Linked DNA regions of Ovis aries: region 1 is linked to region 2. The links are chromatin contacts, called in public Hi-C maps. All regions are on one chromosome and are shown on one strand. The core of a region is the stretch at or near the end of the contact, and the rest is flanking DNA. Distances in the headings are between cores, read along the strand shown.

Region 1 (7,369 bases), core at 1,280-3,779, 36 kb before region 2:
AGGGGAGGTGGGGCGGCGGGGGGGGGGGGTGGGGGTGGGGGATGCTAGCTGGAGGAGGACTGAGTGATACTGAGAAACGGGGGGATGGAGAAAAAGCAAGCAGAAGAAAGGCAGGTGGAACCGCAGAAGCAGTGGAGAGAGGAGGGGGTGGAGAACGCGCGGGCTGAGCACAGACCATGCTCAGAAAGGAGAGGAGTCCAGAGGGAAAAGAGGAGTGAGGGGCAGGCAGAGGAGCTGTGCAGAGGCGGCAGGGAGAAGGGACAAAGGGACGTCTCTGCCAGGCAAGGAAGGAAGGGGAGAAGGAGAAACAGGAAGGAATTGTTACTGCAAGAAAAGGACAAGGAATACCTCTGCAGGCCCCTCTGCTGAGAACAGTGTCCCTCTTCCCCTCTCCTTATAGTCTGGAAATGGCTCACAGGAAAAACTCTAGCAGAGAAAGTGGAGTCCAGACTTGGAGAGCCTGAAGTCCTGTTCCAGCAGCCCCTGCCTCCTCCATCCCAGGCAGCCTCACCTTCAGCACTTCCTGAGCACACATGCAGCCTCTGCGAGCCCCGCAGGAGAGAGAGCTGACCAGCAGGCAGGCAGAGCACAGGCCAGTCCCCAGACACAGCCCTGCGTTGAACCTGCCCTCAGGCCACCACTGTGGAGTCTGTGCCACTGCCTGTAGCAGTGATCAGGTAACCCCTGCCCCTTTGAGGAGGGGTCTCCCAGAGCTGCTCGGGCCAGGCCAGTGAGGGCTGGCCTGGGACCAAGCAGGCAGCTCTTTAGGTGGCCCCGTCCTTGGGTGCTCTCCAGGAAGCCTGGCATGCAGGTGTTCCGTAGATAAGTGAGGCCCATGATTCGTCCCTCATCCGCTGGCTGGCACTGGCTGTCTCAGCAGCCATACCCAAGTGGTCTGTGGCTGCTCCAGTGGGGACCCAAAGCCCCCGACACTGTTTTAGGGGCCAAGACTGAGGCAGATAGGCCCAAGCAGGCAGGGAGAGGGAGCTGGAGCAGATGGAGGGCAGGGGATCACAGCGGGCCTTGGGAACCCAGGGGATGTAGCTGCAGCTTCTGTGGGCTGCCAAGCCTCTCTCCAGGCCTCTGTCCTTGCGCCCTACAACTTAGGTCCTGCCCTGCACTGCTGGCCTGCCGCCCTGGAGATGTCACACTAGCTGGGAGCCCCTCAGAAGCCCAGTGCAGCGCATACATCATCCCACTCAGACTCACACCTTCTGGAAACCCTTGTGGGGCTGCAGCCTACTGTGACCACTAGATGTCACTGGCGACCTCCCTGGCCAGCTCCAGCAGTCCTAACCAACCATACCTAGGGCCTCCACCCTCTCTGGGCCCGGGCACACAGTCCTGGGACAGGGTCCAGAGCCTCAAGTGGAGATGAGCCCTGTCCTCCTGCAGATGGAAGTCACCCCTCTTCCACCCTCAGGGGTCATGCTCTGGGTAGCCATTCTCCGGGCACAAACATCAGTGCCCACCCTGAGCTGGGCACTGTGCCAGGTGCTGAAGCAGGGAGAGAGGATAGAAAGACATGTCCCTGTGTGGAGGATGCATACAGAGAGACCTGTCATTTTAGCACTGGGCATAAACGTGACCATGGAGAGGAAGGAACTCCCAACTCCACCAGGAGGGAGGTCTAGGTTAGAGAAGCTTCATCGGGGAGGGCGCTTGGTGTGTCTGAAGGGGGAGCAGCTTGACTGAGAGCCCGGCAGGCACAAGCCCGTGTGTAAGAATGTGGGACTCACTCTAGCTGAAGTGGGTAGGGGTGGGATGGGTAGGGGGCGAGAGATGGGCAGAATAACTGGGCAGGGGCCAGTCACCTTTACGCAAGAATTCTTGACTGCAGCCAAAACTGAATTATCCACGTCACGCCCTAAATCCTTGCAGTGCATGTAGGTGCCCCAGAGGAGCAGCCCTCAGCGATTGCTCACTGTTACACACACACACACACACACACACACACACACATACACACACTGCCAACCTAAGCTGGGGTCCGCAAAGGGCTTCTTTCCCACACCATCTCTGCTCCACCAGGGCTGTAGGAATGCCCAGCCAGCAGTGCTGCTGAGTGGTGTTCCCTCCTTCCCAGGCCCTTCCCTGGTGAAGGCCCTGTCCGTCATGTGGTTGGTGGCCCGTCATCTCAGTTGGGGGTGCTTCTACCATGAGCCACACCGGGCATCCTCTCAGCCCATCTGCACCCTTGGCTGCATGGTTTTAGATGATAAAAAACAGTCAGCTTCAGGCTGTAGCCATGGTACCTGACACTCATTTAAACACACTAAATGTGCTCTGAACTTCAGAGGGGTGCATTACAAAGCCTCAGAAATCAGCAAAATGACTCCTCAGAGACGGAGCCATCCGTGGGTCCTGGGACTGAGGGTAGGGTGGGGGGTCAGCTGCTTGGAGCCAGAGCTGGTTATTCATGCTGCATCCATGCCTGCGTTCCACAAACATTCCTCACACACTAAATCTGTGCCAGACGTCTGCGCTAGACAGTGGGGAGGAACTCTGTGCTGCCAATTTACCCGGAGCAAGAGGTGGGGCTCAGGCTGGACTCAGACTTGGCAGGTGGGGCAACTAGAAGGGCAAGTGAGAGGGGAGAAGCAGTGTTCTGTCCTAGAAAAAGGACAGACACGTGGCTCTGGGGAGAAAGCTCAGGCAGAAAAAGCCATTACCAGCTTCTCAGTGTCCGTCAGGGCAGCATGCAGGGGCTAACCATGAAAAGCCTTGTCCCAGGCCAGTGTTAAAGTCCTCTGGGAGGCTGTGTGCAGCACCCGATCAAATGGTGTCAGAGGCCTGGGGTGGGGTTGCTGTTGCTTAGTGGCTAAGCTGTGTCTGACTGTTTATGACCCCATGGACTGTAGCCCGCCAGGCTCCTCTCTCCATGGGATTTCCCAGGCAAGAATAGCAAGAATAATGGAGCGGGTTGCCATTTCCTTCTCCAGGGGAATCTTCCCGACCCAGGGATCAAATTCACTTCTCCTGCATTGCGGGCGGATTCTTTGCCGCTGAGCCACCAGGGAAGCCCTTAGGTTGGGGTAGGGGAGAATGTGTGGGGCCCAGTAGGAATCTGCCTTCCTCATCCGGGGTCAGGGAGTAGGGAAAGCTACAGGGTCCTGGTGGCTGAGGTGGGGGCTGATATGTCAGGCCAGGTACAGTGTTATGGGGCAGATTCTGGTTCCACTAGGACTGATGCTCTGTAACCCATCATGTGTCTTCCAGTTCCTGAGCCCCATTCCCCCCTTAGCTTCCTAAAACAAAACAAAATTATAGTCTTGTCTTGGCTGCAACAATAGAAAAATAGATTTCTTCACATCTAAGCCAGATTAAGTGGAGAAGCAAAAGGGCTCCAGGATCAGGCAGAATGGTAACAGCTACAGAGACCTGGCTGAGGGACAGAGAGGTCCCAGAGGGCCTAGCATTGGTGGATAGATACCCCCCTGGGAACAGCTTTGATTAATCTTCCCTCCCTCTAGGGATGACAGCTCCTTTGAAGATCTGTGTCATCAATCAGAGCGGCAGGAACCCTCCACTATGCAGCAAAGATCAAACATGATGTGTTAAAAGTGAAGACAGAGGAGGTGCCCACAGAGTCCTGCCCTGAATCCCGCCTGCTCTTGCTGGCTTCATGAGTCTGCCATGGGGTCAGGGTGGAGAAGCCTGTAGGCATCTCTAAAGATGCTGCCACACCCATTCTTCAGGACCAAAGGGGCCCTTTGTTGCTCCTGGGGAGATGCCAAGGCTGGTCCTCCAACAGGGCAGCTTGTGCCACCCTCTCAGCCTGGCTGTTGACCTGAGGATGCTCAGGCCAGCCCTTAGCTGAGATTCTTGCCCACCTGCCCCTTCTCTGAGTTGAGATATAGGCAGGCTCTTGCCAGGGAATATGGCATATAACCACCCATGTGACTGTTGCTCCAAAGATGTAGGGACCAAAATGGAGGTCCAGAGAGAAAAGATGAAAGAAATCTGGGAACAGACCAGGTGAGCTTGGGCTAGGGGGAACCGAATGAATTGGCAGGCAGGCCTCTGTCAGGAAGAGACAGGCTAAACTACAGCCGACAAAGCAGCTGGTCAACTTGGATTTGATTTGGGCTTGGATGACCCTGAGGAGTTTCAGCTGGCAGGTGGGGCACTGGGCTGAGCAGATTGCTGATCTTGTAGTGGGTGACTTCTTGCTCCTCTAGCTGACAGCACTAACCACATGCAGCTGGTCATTAGAAAAGGCAGGAGCCAAAAGCAAGAGGGAAAATTTCTAATCCAGCCCATAGCTGGTTGGATGTTCCAGGGAACAGCATGGGGTATATCAACCAATGGAAGAACGTGGGCCCAATCAGGGGCTGCCTCACCTCCTAGGAGATGATCAGAACTGAGTCAGCCTGGGTATCAAAACCCAAGAGACCAGCTGCTGGACTGGCGGCCTGAACTCCCAGGTGATAGCCTTCCCGAGGTCACCAACAAGGGATCAAGAGCTTCTCAGCTGTAAAAATACCATGCTGGACATTAAGTTCATTCACTAACAAGTGCTCCTGGGGCTCCTAGACAAGTCAACTCATTATTCTCTCTCACAGGGACCTGATTAAGAGTTAAGTGTCTCGAATGGCAGGGTTAGGGTTAGGGCAGGGGCTCTTTGTCTTGAAGAGAACTAGAGAATACCCAGGGGGCCATGAGCAAGCTGTCAGACCTGTCCTTCCCTTGGGCTCTCCAAAATACTCCCCACCGTTGACACTCTTAGTATCTTAATACCCATGTATTCCCGCTTAGCAGAACCCTGCACCTCAGATTCAGTAACTGAATCTGAAAATTGGCATTTTCAGTTGGTCTGGACACAAGGCACTTCAAAGAGGCCTGGGAAGCAGTGGGCAGTGGCCGGGAGATGGGAGAGTCAGGCTGATTGGAGGCTGAGAGCTGTTCTTGCAGCCCAAGAGCTGGTCTTGCAGCCCTAACTCTGGACACTGGCTTGCAGAGGCCCATCAGATGCCGGTGTCTATAGGAGTGGTGTGTCTGCAGTGACAGCCGGGGACCAGGGAGCAGGGTGTGGGAGCCAAGAGGAGAAGAGGAAGCCTCCAGCCTGGAGAGTTGTGGGGAAATGGAATCGAGACTTTGGCTTCTGACCAAGTTTATGTGCTGGAGATCTGGTCTTCAGCCCTGAGACCCTCTGGCCCCTTCGCTGAGCAAAGACAGAAGTAACCGGGCTGGGTTCTTTGCCAGACAGAAACCAGTGGCCCAAGAATGGGGTCTGGTGGGAATCTCGTGGGTTGGCAGAGAGGCTCTTCTCCCCTCAGTTGCTTCAGGGGTCACAGAGTGGTCAGTGCAGGAATCTCCTGAGCTGTCCAAAACCACAGAGCATCCTCTCTAGCTCATGACTGAGGAGAAGGGTAAAAGGGGATCTTGGTACAGAAGAATTTAGGGTAACAATTAGGGGAAATTTTTCTGCTGTAAAGCTGGTATGCTGCTTTCTGTAAACTTTCAGCAATAAAGAGAATGTGCATGTGTGCATGCTGAGTTACTTCAGTCATGTCCGACTCTTTGCAACCCTGTGGATTTTGCAACCCTATGGACTGTAGACAGGCTCCTCTGTCCATGGGATTCTCCAGGCAAGAATACCAGAGTGGGGTGCCATGCCGGCCTCCAGGAGATCTTCCTGACCCAGGGATCGAACCCACGTCTTTTATGTCTCCTGCACTGGTAGCCAGGTTCTTTACCACTAGTATCACCTGGAAAGCCCAATAAAGAGGAAAAGCCTTGTTTAATTGAACCAGTTAGCCAGAAGCAGGAGGATGGGCAAAATGACCTTGACATACAGATGCTTTTCACAAGCCTTTGTGGCAAACTCAAGCAGGGGTGCCTAGACAGAGAGAACCCTGAGCTCCCAGTCCACCAGGCCTCACACTAATGCAACAGGAAGAGGACAGCTGAGGTGTAACCCTCCTGTTCTGCTCAACAGAAGAGGTGATGAGATGGTCCTACTGTGGCCTAGCCTGGGGACCCCAGGGTGGTAGAATCATAGATTGCCAGAGGAAAGGGAACTCAAAGAGCAAGACCTGCTACTCCCAACAAGAAACTGGGGCCAGAGAGGTAGCTTGCTACTTTCAGCCCTCTTCTGGAGGGTCTCCATGCCTGTGGATCCCTGGGAGAATGTCTTCCAGGAGAAGAGCCGGCGCATAACCCAAGGAAGTGAGGGGGGACAGCCATGGGGAGCCGGGTGAGGGGAATGGTCCCCATGGCCCTAGCCAAGCTTCTGGGCCCCAGATGAAGAGTGCATCGCTGGTTCCCCCTGGAGGGGAGTAGTCAGTCACCCCGTAAAAGTTTATTTTTATACATGTCTGATCTATTTCACATCCGCTCAGATATTTTGACACATATACAGGAAATGTAACTCTCTCCCATATGGCAGTGTGTGTTTGGCCAGACCTGGGGAAACTCAATAAGGTCACAGAGGAGCAGAGGGGAGCTGCAGCGTCAGGGAAGAATGCCAGAGGCCTGAGGCCACAATGGACACCTGGGGCCAGCAGGCTGGGGACAGGGGTCAAAGCGAGGTCAATGCAGAAATCCCCCTGCTTGGGTACAGGGCCCCAGGGTCTCACGCCCAGGAGGCTCAGAGTGCTATGGCTGCTGCTCCCCAGGAGGGATAAAGTGATCCAGGAGAGGGCAGCTAGAGCAAGGGGATGGGGCTGTTAGAAAAACAAAGACAAGTCAGGCCTGAGGGCCAAAAGCTGAGACTCCTCAGACATCAGCAGAGGAGTGGGGCTCTTCTCCCCACTCCTGGCATCTGAGCACGAGCACAGTGGGAGACCCACAGCTGAAGTGAAACACAGGGAGGGGTAAGGCACTCTGGGCTGGGTGCTACCCACCTGAACCTTCCCTGAGTCAGCGAACTCCTGCGGGCCTCCATTTCCTCATAAGCAAATCAGGGTTGATATTACTTAGTCTTAGCCGGGAGGTCGGGAAGATGAAAGGGGAGAATGTGCATATTGTTTCTCGAATGGAAGAGGTTGGCACTTGCTAGTTCTCTGTTCTGAACTATAAAATGGAGAGGATGCTGGTGTCTCCCTTGCAGAACAGCGGGAGATTAAAATGGGACAACATGGGACGATGTGAGCGGACCACCAGGCACAATGCCTGGCTCCAGGGGTGTGCTTTCCAGGTGGCACAGTGGTGAAGAATCCACCTGCCAATGCAGGAGACACAGGAGAGGTGGGTTAGACCCCTGGGTTGGGAAGATCCTCTGGAATAGGAACGGTAACCCACTCCAGTATTCTTGCCTGGAGAATCCCATGGGCAGAGGAGCCTGGCAGGCTGCAGTCCATGGAATTACAAAGAGTCAGACATAACTGAGCACACACATGCACAGCAGTGGGTTCTTGGTTCTTTC
Region 2 (6,974 bases), core at 3,312-5,811:
GGAGAAAATGAGCAGAGAAATACAAGTTTGGGGTTGGGGGGACTCAGGCTCAAGAAACATCTCTGTGAACCCATTCATTCCAGAAAAGCTGAACTACAGACTCACTCCCCTCCTTCTTCTGGGGAAGAAACTGACGTACACACAAGTTAACTGGTTCTCCCATTGAAAGAGATCAAATCAACAGAAGAGAAAAAAGTAGCTCCCTAACTTTCCAAAAATTTTATCCCAAAGCATAGACTTCAGCCTGGGTTGTCAGAATGATAGCCAAGGATCCTGGGTATCCACAGCACAAAGCTGCTGCTTCCCCCATCCCCCTTCTTTTCTTTCTTTTCAATATCATGGGTGAGGGGGAAGTACCGGATCTAAAGGTTTATTTACCATTCCTTAGTCTGACCTTCCAGGAAGAATGTCACTAATGAGAAACAATCTACGTGGGCTCCCCATCCCAGAATTTTCATAGGGATCAATTTAGGATTTCAAAGTCTAAACAGGACAAGAGTAATATTGACTGTCTTGCCTTCAAAGAAAAAAAAGAGAAAGCAACTGAGTTTTTCCTGTCTGGAAGGAAGTTTTGTATGTCAAAGAAATGTCAGATCTGAGGTTCCATCTTTCCTGTTGTTCTGACTGCTCTTGGACATCCCCTGGGAGATAAAGGGGCACATTCACCTTCGTGTGGCACAGGCTGAGGGCAGGCAGAAAGAGAAAGAAAGCTGAAGTTGGGACCAATGCTCAATTCAAGAACCAACCTTAAAGTTGAGGCTAGAGGCCAGGAGTTCTGTTCTGGAGACCAGATTCCATTTTGATTCACATCCAAATGATGATTTTTTTTTTTCATTGTGGAGGAGACATTTCCATTCCAGCAAAGTTGACATGTGGCAGGGGTCACGTCTGTCTTGCTCTCTGCTGTATCCCACTGCCAGCAAATGCCTGTCACAGAGTAGGTCCTCCTATTAAATGAATGAATGAAACAATCAGCCAGTGTAAAACAGTTGCCTAGAAACAGCCAGTAAGCATCATGTCCATTTTGAAAGTAGTTTTTCTCAGCAGGTGGAGCGATTTTTCTTTTCCTTCTGTTTTTAAAGATAGGACCCAGAATTATCTGGATCATCCTTTCAGCTCATCTCACTGAGTCTCTGGACACTCTATCAGTGACATAATGCTATTGTAATTCAACTGGTTATTAAACAGCACGAATGGTGAACTCACCAATTCTCTTAAAACTCTGCCCCACATCTGGCTGTGTTGGTGGGTCATAAAACCTCTCAGGTGTTAGATGCTGTTTCATTTGGTCTCAGCTTAGCAGAAACCCCCCTCCACCTACTGTCCCAACCACCAACAGCTGGGCATGGCAAGTCTCAATAAACTGTCATTTGGTGATCAGAAAGGCAGCAATATGGCTCCATCTTGGACCAACTCTGTTCCCATCCACTTTGGCCTCAAATTGCATCAGGAAGAAGTGCTGAGACCTCCCTGGTGGTCCAGCGGTTAAGAATCCACGTTCTAATGCAGGGGATGCAGGTCTGATCTCTGGTCGGGGGACTTAAGATCCCAAGTGCTGCAGGGCAACTAGCCCACATGTCACAACTACGGAGCCTGAGCACCACAGCTAGAGAAGCCCCTGTGCACAGGAGAAGACTGTGCGCTGCAACTAGGGAAAGCCTGTGTGCCGCGAATAAGACCCGGCACAGCCAAAAAATATCCATTAAAAAAAGGAAGTCCTGACCTTCCCTTGGGAGAAGGAGGTATGCAACTAATGGTTCCAGTTTTGTTATGTTCGCTGAAGAACAACTCAGAGATAGCTGGTGGGAACCATGGGCCTGAGCGTAAATTTTCGATCTGCCACTGATATCCACATTGGACAAATGGCACCCTTGTGTGGCCTCAGTTTCTCTCTGATAATATGGATAATAATTGTGTCTCCTTCCTGGGGTTGTCATGAGGGTCAAGTAAATCAATAGAGAATACGTTAGACAGTGCCTGGCACACTATATGACACTACCTGTGTTAGCTACTGTTTTTATTTGTAAAATGAGGTCCCCTATGCTACTTCATGATTTCTCAGCTCTCCTAAGAAAGAAAACCTTGAAACTCTGAGGTTACATTTTTGTTTTTTCTATGCTCCTGCCCCATCAGACTGGCCAGACCACATATGGATAAAGATGACTGTGCACTAGTGGTGTCTAAGAGGGGGCAGGAAGGGCCCCTTTAAGAACTCTTTTGCATGGTCCTGGAAGAAAACCTTGCCAGAGGGGCAACCCTATCTATCTGACCCACCTTAAATGGACTCTGGGATTTCCTGCCACCTCGGTTCAATTGGGAACACCATCTCAGCATGGAAATTGGTTCTGTTCAAAGAGGGGGAGAAAGGGAGAAGGAATTTCTGGGTTTGGAAAAGAGTGTGGGTACCTAGGTCTCTCTGCTCAGCTCCCAATCATAGAACCTTCCATCTGAGCCTATGGAGCCTTCCACCAATTCAGTGATGTAGCCCAGAAATCTGGCTGCAGTTTCTGGATCTCTTAATGATAATAAAAATCTCTTAAATGAACACAGTTCATCACATCCATCAAATAAGTGTTCCTCAAATATTCCTTGTTCATGGGTAGGGCCCACATTTATGATGAGTAAACTGAGGTTCAGAAAGGTTATCATTGGAGGCAAAACACTTGGCACTTAAATTTGGCTGCCCTGTTTAGACTGTTGATGATGTTTTTCTGTCATACTTTCGTCTTCCACAGTAAGCTACTTGATTACTTTGTTGGACAGAAAACGTGCCCTGAATTGACATTAACATGCTCCTGAAAAAAGCCAACAATATCTACAGCCCTAACCCAATAACTATTATTTTCTAAACTGAGGTAAGTTGATTTACTAACTCAATATCTATTGAAAAACCCCTATGAATGGGCAAAAGTGATCAATACAAGTTGGCCGCCCAGAGCTGGGATCCACTGGATCCTAGAGAATGGATGCCCCTGGTAAGGCCAAAGAGGAAGCTTAATTCCAAGCTAAACCTCCCTCTTGGCTGGAAATAGCAGCTCCAGGTGCTCCCATCCCACTACTCCAGTCTGCAGTCTGTGATTAGGGGCCCTAATGGCCATAATGCCTCCAATGTGGTGTTTAAACCAATAAGGCTTCAGAGAAGTTATGGTATGTTTAATAATGGCTTAATGACTACTTGTGAGATGCAAGGCTTCTGGTTCCTGTTTGCCCTTGATTTACAGCCCAACTCTGGCTGAGGACAGCCAAGAAACCCCCTCTAAGCCCCCAGCGGAAGAGGGAGGTGTTCACACCAGGCCCCTTGGATTCCTTTAAAAATTGAGAATTCAAATGAAATACAAATGATGTTGGACTCCCCATCCTTCTTGCTAATCTCTGGAGGCAGTGAAAATAAAAAACTGTGTGACCCAGAACTAGGGACTTCTCAATCCGCAAAAGTGAGCAGGGTTCTAGGGCTCACAGGTATTTCTTCCCAGATCTTAGATAAGGTGGAGGTTGTTTGACTTTTAAAAAATTCTAAGTTACTGCCCTAGTCCTGGGCTTCCTCTTGGCTAGGGAGACCCAGCTATTAGGTGACATGGTCCTACTTTGTCCTTTTAAAGTGGCAGGCCTGGGGTAACAGCATCCAAGGTCTGAGCTACAGACAGCCCCTCTCCAGGGGTCCCTAGGCACTTTCAGATCATTTGCCCATTAAAATGCATTCACTGCATGCCTGTTGTTCAAACACAAAACCCGCTAGGAACTCCTCCACCTGCTCCTAAGGTAACCTCTGGTGGACTCTGTTCAGTCCTGAGATGCCTCTACAGCCCAGCTGTCTTCTCTGCCCCTGCCTCTGCTTCTGAAACTCACCAGGAATATATATAGACTCAGAAGACTGACTGTCCAATGTCCACAGGCAGATGAGGACTCTAAGTGACTAGTTCAAGGCCCCACAGCTAATTAATTATCACACCCTGCTCCCAGCCCCCAGCACCCATTACCAGATTAGAGCTGTTTCCACACAGCAATGACTCCTCACCTGGAGAAAAAACAAGATATCTCTATAACGGAGGTGTTTTTGCTGAAGGCCAAGTTTTTCCAACTCCCAGTAAAGAGAGTAAACGTCCCAGCCCAGCCCCTACCTGTTCCCTGGCCATTATCCCAGACTAAAAGTCAGGAGACCGGACCTAAAAGGATTTGTTGGGCGTGGATGGGGTCTCTACCCTGAAGTGTCTCACCCTCCAGAGTCAAGAGCCTCCGGGCCGGGTATCTGGGCCAGCGCTGCTCTAAACAAGGGTCTCGCCAAGATGCACAGACAAAACGGACTCTACCCTCGAGAGAGGGGGTGGCTTCCTCCCCTTCTCCCACTGCTTCTGGTACCGGGACTGGAGTGAACCAGGGGGCTACCGGGCTCCGAGGGGTTAACCCGCGCGGGGCTGCACGTGACGTGGATGGTTCCAGCATTAAGTCAGAGTGCGGCCCCCTCCCCTGCGCCCCCCCCCGCCCCCACCCCCTGCGGCGCGCGCCGCTCCCGGGGGCTCCGCGCCCCCGCGCCCAGGTCCCTCCCCCTTGGCGGGCGCTCACAGGCCGCGCGGGCAGCGCGAGCCCCGGAGCCCCCGGCGGCCTGTGCGCCCCGAGCCGGCATGGACCCGGAGCGCTGCGCGCCTTTCGGCGTGGGGCCCGGGCCTGGCCCCTACGCAGCCGCCGGGGACGAGCCTCCGGGCCCCCAGGGAACCCCCGCCGCCGCGCCTCACCTGCACCCCGCGCCACCCCGCGGCCCGCGGCTGACCCGCTTCCCGGCCTGCGGGCCCCTGGAGCCCTACCTCCCAGAGCCGGCCAAGCCGCCCGCCAAGTACCTGCAGGACCTCGGGCCCGGCCCGGCGCTCAACGGCGGCCACTTCTACGAGAGCCCCGAGGAAGGTAACGCGCGGCGCGGGGGCGCTCTCCCTTTTCACACCCCGGGCCCGCCGGGGCCTCCCCGCTTCCCTCTCCCGGTCGCCTATTTCAGAAGTTTCTGCCTCTCTCGCCCCTCTGCACGGCTCTTTCTGAAGCCGGACCGGAGGTGGTCCGCACTGGGCGAAAGGTAGCGCTGTGCGGGGAGGCAGAGCCACGCGTGCCTCTGGCGGCGGGAAAGGGAGGCGGGAGGTCCAGGGAGGCTGGAGTGGCGACGGCCCCGGGCCCCGTTGGGCCGGAAGACGGCCGGAACCGGGAAGCAGAGATCGTGCCTTGCCGGAGTTGGGCGGGAACTGACGCCGAGGCCCGGGAGCCAGGCTTAACTCTTGGCCCCGGTGCGGTGAGAGAAGCGCGGCTTTTGTGTCTGGCGGCTCTGAGAGTGGCCCGGATCTACAGTGGCCACGCCGGACTCAGCCGAGGGAGGTTGCGGCCTGGCCTCCCCCGGGAGAGGCGCTGCTGTCTGCGCCTTATGGCGCTCGGTACAGTGGCCGCGGTTGTTGAGGCAGTCCCGGGCCATTCTCAGATCAGAATAACTGTGTTCTTATTTCCCAGACTAACCTGGCCTCTCCGTCGTATGCACGGCGATGGCCGCCCTTCTAGCAGTCTTGGCTTCCTCACGCTGGATGATCACGGCGGGGCCGTCGGGAGTGGGCCTAAGCTCTGGGTGCCTTGGGCTGTTCCTGGGCTGATGCCCTGGGCGCTAACGCCAGTTGGACCGTGCGGTCTCCAAAGAGCGCGCCTAAGCGGGCCTGAACCCAACCCCGCGGCTGTCGCTGCACCAACTGACCTGTGGAAGTGTCGGTGCCCGCGCCCGCCTCATATTTGCTGCCACATCCCGAAGCTTAGGCCCTGAGCTGAATCCTTCGAGATCGCCTCCCAACTCGCCTCTGCCCCGCTGGCGCCTCGCGGGCCTCTGCGGAGTGGCCAGGCAGCTCCGGCCTTCGCCCAGTCGGGGCGGTGAGAACGTGTAAGGGAGGGCAGGGAGGTGTGTGGGGGTCAGTGGAGGAAATGAGCGAGTCCGCGGAGCTTCGTGTCTGTGCCCTTTGAAAGAGGCTCTCCTGATAAAAACCACAGTTGGGACTTAATGAGAAGCAGTTGGCCTGGCTCCTCTGATCCCAGCCAGACGGCGGCGGCCGCGCAGCGCCGTGAGCACCGCCCGGGACACAGGTACCTGGCCTGGCTTGACGCGCCGCGTTCGGCAGGACGCACCCTGCGGCTCAGCGTCCCTGCTGGGCACGATGAATCACAGACGGACAGCCGGGATCGCGAACGACCCCGGCGCCGAGCAAACTGCTGAGAGCGCTGGAGCAGAAAGAGCGGCGAGGAGGAATCTAGTGACCGCGACGGTGTCAACAACGAAATGCGTGGGGGAAAAAACCCAAAAAGTGTAAACAACCAAAAAGAGGGAAAAGGAAATTCGACAAAACAACAGTGGAGAGAGGGAAGAAAGAAAGGTAAAAGGCGGTCAGCGAACTGGGCAGAACGGAAAGAAATGAAGAAAGAACGAAAAAAAAGCGGAGGAGGATCGAAGGAAGAGGGTAAATGGAGAGGAAGGGAATGGACGAAAAGAGAAGCAGCAGACAATATGAAGTAAAAGAGGCATCCTAAAAGTGCAGGAAACAGCAAAATGGGAACAAGCAGGAGAGGGAAATTAACGGTGCGAGTTGGGCAGAGGACAGACCAAACGAAAAGGAGGCGCGGCGAATGCGAGCCGAAACTGGGTAGATCCCCCGGCCCGCCAGTGGCCTCCCCGGTGCCCTAGCTGGAACTCGGCTGGTGGGCGGGTGGCTTGCGTCCCTGATGTAGAGACGGGCTGCTAGGGAGAGACGGCCCGGGGAATCCGGGCCGTGCAGTCTGGTTGGTGGGAAATGTTGGTCAAAAGGGAGAACCCACCTAATTTCTCGGCTTTTAAAATAACAAGCTCAGAGCGTTTCCAGTTTAGACCATGAGCGAGCAGCTGTGCCCCCTCTTTTGCGCGATCCCGGCGAGGCCCTTAATTGAGCGCTCGAAAGCCGGCGCACCGCGCTCCACTCCAGCCCGTGGCC

The links. Hi-C and Micro-C count contacts between places; a contact is called where the count stands out from the background.
Region 1: a Hi-C map of skin fibroblasts shows a contact between it and region 2, with 2.8 times the contacts expected there. The contact joins the enhancer-like site here to the promoter of ALX3 in region 2. A contact is called at or near these places in 7 of 16 Hi-C or Micro-C datasets (hypothalamus, liver, muscle and 3 more).

Annotation. Positions count from the first base shown.
Region 1 is chr1:87,410,286-87,417,654 of ARS-UI_Ramb_v3.0, reverse strand. No RefSeq gene overlaps it. Among named protein-coding and RNA genes, the nearest start is that of UBL4B, 8.2 kb to the left of the region's middle. Within about 2 kb of position 2,529, at least 7 of the 54 cell types and tissues checked have an H3K27ac peak or open chromatin away from gene starts, as enhancers often do. A contact at or near this core is called in hypothalamus, where this site is marked.
Region 2 is chr1:87,376,603-87,383,576 of ARS-UI_Ramb_v3.0, reverse strand. It overlaps ALX3 (ALX homeobox 3), which reads left to right and starts at 4,561. Exons shown (of 4, transcript XM_012106972.5): 1 at 4,561-4,896. The coding sequence starts at 4,620. LOC114116343 (a long non-coding RNA gene) reads right to left here and starts at 5,198. Exons shown (of 3, transcript XR_003590272.3): 1 at 4,833-5,198; 2 at 747-947.